2 separate regions of the Hordeum vulgare genome follow, and region 2 is linked to region 1. Evidence: chromatin contacts called from public Hi-C data. All regions are on one chromosome and are shown on one strand. Each heading gives the region's core, a stretch centred on a gene start, on an enhancer-like site or on the middle of the called end of the contact. The rest is flanking DNA. Distances are from core to core; before and after follow the strand shown.

The links. A called contact is a pair of places that touch in the nucleus more often than the background predicts.
Region 2: a Hi-C map of seedling shows a contact between it and region 1, with 4 times the contacts expected there. The contact joins the promoter of LOC123435896 here to the promoter of LOC123435880 in region 1. A contact is called at or near these places in 2 of 6 Hi-C or Micro-C datasets (leaf and seedling) and 1 of 1 datasets of contacts at active chromatin or transcription factors (embryo).

The regions. Positions count from the first base shown.
Region 1 is chr1H:350,869,996-350,872,695 of MorexV3_pseudomolecules_assembly, reverse strand. It overlaps LOC123435880 (AT-hook motif nuclear-localized protein 10-like), which reads left to right and starts at 1,260. Exons shown (of 6, transcript XM_045115597.1): 1 at 1,260-1,552; 2 at 1,858-2,661. The coding sequence starts at 1,944.
Region 2 is chr1H:351,551,044-351,553,743 of MorexV3_pseudomolecules_assembly, reverse strand. It overlaps LOC123435896, which reads right to left and starts at 1,414. Exons shown (of 5, transcript XM_045115598.1): 1 at 947-1,414; 2 at 13-278. The coding sequence starts at 1,288.

The sequences.
Region 1 (2,700 bases), core at 11-2,510:
GGTACATGCAGCAATTTTGTACCGATGCTTTGACTAGATCTCCCCACAGAAAAAAAGATAACAGACGTAGCACGAACGGAGCCGATTCGTGTGAATAATTACACCAAAAACGCCCTTAAACCCTAGCCGACGAGACCCTGGCGGCAGCATGCCCGTGCGGATTACCAGGAATGCCCCCGAGATATCCCACGGCGGAAATGGAATGGATGAGCACGACCGGTGAGAGGCGCGAACAGCGGCGACGTTTGTCGTATCGTGCGCTGCTGCTACCAGAGGACGCACCCCAGCAGCAGTACGTTCCGTTGGGCGGCTCGCTCCATCCGATCACTCACCAGAACGTTGACTTCCCCGGTCAATGAGTCCGCGAGCAGCGGGCGTGGGCCCTCCGATCCGCGTGGACTCATCCGGGCCACCAAAAACATGCGTCCGCGCGCGCCATCCGACGGCCGAGAGACGCCCTGCGCGGGCTGCGGCCGTGACCGTTGCCGCGAGTCAGTCCGCGGGCCCCGGCGCGCAGGGAGAGACGGTGGCGCGCCTCGGGAACCGGCGCCCGGGGCGGTGGGCCCGCGGCGTTGTTTATTTCTGCGGCCGGATGGTGTCACGTGACGTGCCTGGAATCCTGGCCTGCTGTCCCTCTGACCGGCCAGCCAGCTGCCCGCTCCCCCTCTGACCGGGCCACCTCGACCTCTCACCGACAGGCGGGCCCTCCCCCGTCCCCCCAAAAGGAAAACATTTCCAGGTTTATAAAAATGGGAGGGGGAAAGAGGCGAGGTGGCGCAAGCGGGAAAAGCCGGTGAGAGGGAGGCCAAGCAAGCAAGCAAAGGGGAAAAAAAAGGAAAAAAAAAAAGAGATGGGAGAGAAAAGTAATGACCAAGGGGCGATTGATTCCTGCCCGCCAAGCACGCCCAAAAAGACAAGGCCTTTTCTAAACCGGCCATCAATACGGCCACTGGTACCACGCCAATTTAATTAATTATGGAGTAGTAAATCCGTGGCGTAAACGAGCAGGCAAGCAAGCAATGGCTCCCCTTTTGAATATTAATTCGGCTACTGTTTCGGTTCTCGAGTAGTAGAGTGGACCAGTCCCACTTCTCCTCTCTCTCTCTCTCTTCCTTGCTCAAGTGAGAAAGAAAACGTACTCCAAACCAAGATTAGAAAAACTATTTTTTTTTAATTTGAAGAGAGAGAGAGGGGGGAGAAAAGCAGGGTAGCTCCCCAACTACGCCCTGCCGCTGGCCTTTATTACTACCCGAAATGCAGTGCCTGCATGTGAAGCGTGTACCCGTAACAAATCGCCTTTCTTTCTGCCCCCAATTCCTCTCTCCCCCTTCTTTATTGCCTTTACTTTAGTAATTTCCGTTCCCCGTAATTTCGCTGCCCTCCTCCCTTTTCCCTTCCCCCTCTGGATTGGAATAGCTCTGCCTAGCCCAGCATTAGAACTAGCAGTAGTACTGAGCTGAGTGAGGAGGAGTGAGCTGAGGGAGTGGCGTCGTCTGGTGCTTTGAGCGAGAGAGGAGGAAGAAGGGGTGTCCTCGGCGATCTCATCCATTAGGTGCGTGAGCGTGAGTGCACGCGCGCCACCCCTCCTAACCCCCACCTAATCTCTGGCTCCCTTTTGTTCGCATCCTGACTCTTTATATCTGATAATATTCTGGAGATTGTTTTCTTGCTCGATCCCTCCCATGTTACTACTCGCCTCCGTTGTTATCTCCAACCTTTTTGTTCGTGAGTTCGTTTGAGATGCAGCTTCCGAGTGGAGTGGGGGAGAAATAAAGCGGCAGCAGACCCTCGTTTGGTCAAACTCGGACCGGATACTGACCGACTGATTGATTGATTGGCTTTGTTTGTTGGCTTCAGACCCTCGAGCTGAGACTGAAGCTCGCGGCGAGGCAGCTGCGGTAACGGCGCCACCCGGAAGACCAGGAGGGCTGGATCTGGGCGGAATGGAGGCCAAGGACGTCGCGCCGCTCGCCGCCGCCACCGCCGCTGCCCCCACCGCGCCGGTGCCGGCCCCGGCCCCTGCGCCTGCCCCGGTTTCGCAGGCTAAGCCGCAGCCGCAACCGCAGCCTCAGCCACCGCCGATCGCCTCCATGCCGCCGCCGCCGCATCCGTTCGCGCACCATCAGCAGCAGCACCACCACCACCAGCAGCAACAGCAGCAGCAACAGCAACCGCCGGCTGGGTCGGCGAACCCTGCCGCGCCCATGCCCGGAGGCGGCATGAGGCTCTCGTTCGACCAGATGGTGGGGAAGCCGCCCGGGGAGCACCACCCTCACCAGCACCAGCACCAGCACCCGCATCAGCATCAGCATCAGCATCAGCATCAGCACCAGCACCAGCACCCGCACCAGCATCACGCTCCGGGCCCCATGCTCTACGCCGCGCCGCCGCCCCACGCGGTGGCGCCACCGCCGGGCAGCAATGCGCTCGGCATGGGCGACCTCATGCGCAAGAAGCGTGGACGCCCGCGCAAGTACGCGCCCGACGGGAGCATGGCCCTCGCTCTCGCGCCCCTCTCCTCCGCCTCCGGCGGTGCCGCGCCGCCCCCGCCTCCAGGCCAGCAGCACGGCTTCTCCATCAGCAGCCCGCCGTCTGATCCCAACGCCAAGCGCCGCGGCCGCCCCCCTGGCTCCGGCAAGAAGAAGCAGTTCGAAGCACTCGGTACGCGCGCACCATTGCCACCATAATCGCCGCCGCTTC
Region 2 (2,700 bases), core at 165-2,664, 680 kb before region 1:
TGATGAATTTACCTATAGAAACTACCAAGTGGGTCACTGCCCACACTGCCGGCCATTGCTATTCTAAGCTCAGGGTAGCTGCTGGCCCGACTACTACCAAGCCTTGCTAGAGCCACAAGCGAGTTGGACAGTGAGCCTCCGGCAGCGGCCTTGTAGGTGCAGCCATCCATGGCACGCAAGACCCGTCCCCTCTCCTCATGGTTAACGACTTTTCTAGTACCCTTCTCTATGCCCAGTCTCTCGAGGAATTCATCATCCACCATGCCTGAGAAGTCAACCTATTTGAGCAAAAAAAACATTCATAAGTTAATACAATTGATCCCAAGAGCTTATCCAAACAGATTGAATGTCTGTGTACTGGCGTCCATTACATATTTGGCACCAACGAATAAATTGTATATGCGCACATACAAGCAGCAAATAATCACCGAGATAGGCCATGAGACGGATCCCTGGTACTAGTGACCCTGCCCTCTAGTGTCTGTTGATGTGTATTCACCATTACTAGCTAATGTGTATTCTGCATTTGTGGTGCATGGAAGTGGTAATGTTTGTTTTTCCAGCTACTGGTTTCTTCCAATCTGGCATCAGGAAAGCACCTTCAATTCCACATTTACTTACCCATTACAGGAAACAGTATAGTCTTTATCCAAGAAAAAAAAGGAAACAGTATAGTAGAAATGCAGTGTAGTGATAGTCAGTTGCACGTTTGGCACCGCCAAAAACATAGTAGGACTAAACACTCAGGTCACATTAGCCAGCATCGTCAAACTTGCACAAGTCGAAATATTAAATCATTAACAGTAGAAAGAGCGCCAGAATCTTGCCAGAGTCCCAACCAGTCAATGCCCTACGACCTACGTTATGTTGAATGCTTGAAGCTACTGGTTGGTTGCAAATTGGCATCAGTAAGACAGAGAGGTAGGGAACACAGGAGTGTGCGCACCATGGCCTGGCCGAGTCCGAGCACGTCCCAGCGCTCGGGCCCGGAGAAGGCAGCGGCGGCGAGCTCGATGACGTCCTCACACTCCTGCTCCTGCCTCGGCGGCCCACCGCTAAGCGCGCCGGGGCCATCCTCCTCGTCCTCGTCGTCGCTTGCATCTTCGTCGGCGTCGGAAAATCCTCCCAGGAGCGCCCTCGGCCTGCCCTCCCAGCGCACCGCGAACCGGCGCGGCCCTGCCCTGGCTCCTCCTCGCGGCGCGGCGCAGGAAGAGGAAGGAAGAGGCGGGAGGGGAGCGGCGAGGCGGCGGCTGATGAGCCGGGAGGCGGTGGTGGAGGCGAGCGCCATTGGAGAGAGGAGGATGGGAGTGGGAGAGGAGCCGTGCCGTGTTCGGAGCAGGGAAATGGAGTGGATTAGGGTGTTGGGGAGGGAGAAGAGGACGTGGAGCTCCTGCGGCCGGCCACCGCCAGGCTGAGAAAGGAAAAAAGGGAAGCCAACTCCACCGCGCCACCCATCTTGTCCGGGTGCGTTCGTTTAGTCCGGCCCAACGCGCGGATCCAAACAGAAAATGTCCGGATTTCGTCCGTTTTCGACTCATCCCCGACCCAAACTTGCGTCGAGTTTGGGGAAAACGGACATCACGCGGACGCGCTCGTCGCACGCCCTTGTCCGCCCGTGGCCCGCGTGTCGGGGACACAAGTATTCCCATTCGATTCCAACGCCTCCACCCCCTCTCCCGCCCTGCCCCGCTGACGTCGCCGTCGCTATTCTCCGGCCACCTCAGCCCCCGGCCGTCCATAGCAAACCACGTCTCGACATGGCCGCTACCACGCCCGCGCTTTCGTCGTAGTTTAGGCATCGATCAGAGGAGGTTTGGTCGTCACTGTCCTAGCCGGCGGCAGAGTGGATACGACCGCAGGCGACGTACCATGGCGGCCACGGCAGCTTCCGACGAGTGCTCCAGAGCGGCCAGTAGCCGGCCGCCAACCACCCCTGCATCGAGGTGATCATCGCGGCCTCTTTGCCACCACGACCGCTAAGTGTTCGACACTTTGCCCGCAAAGGTATGAACAGTGGTGATGAGTTTTTCTTCCACCACTTCATTTGTTCATCGGACGATTCGTCGTCGGATGATGAAGATCTTTTGGTGGCTGCACTGGTGGTTCACGACCACATTCAACGGCAGCTTCCTCGGTACATGGGGTCACTCCCTGGCTGTGCTCCCAATCTAAACCGCAACAGGGAGAGAGGCCAGGCCCTGCTCTATGTCGATTACTTTGCGAACACCCCGCTCTTCAAGCTGGATAAATTTCATCGCCATTTTCTATGACAAGGCATGTGTTCAATCGTATCCGAGAGGGAGTGGTTGCTCATGACCCATACTTCGAGTGCAAGACGGATGCCCTTGGCAAGCTAGGATTCTCCTCTTACCAGAAATGCACCGCGGCCATCCACATGCTTGCATATGGAATTCCAGGCGATCTGGTGATGAGTATGTGCGTATGAGTGAGACAACATGTCTGATGTCAATGTACAAGTTCTGCCAGGTTGTGATCGAGGTGTTTGGCCCTGAGTACTTGAGGCAGCCAACTGCCGCTGATACAGAGAGATTCTTGGCGACCAACGCAGCTAGAGGCTTTCCAGGCATGCTTGGCAGCACAGATTGTATGCACTGGGAGTGGAAGAACTGTCCATTTGCTTGGCAGGGCCAGTACAAGGGGGATGTCAAAGCGTGCACTGTCATATTAGAAGCGGTGGCT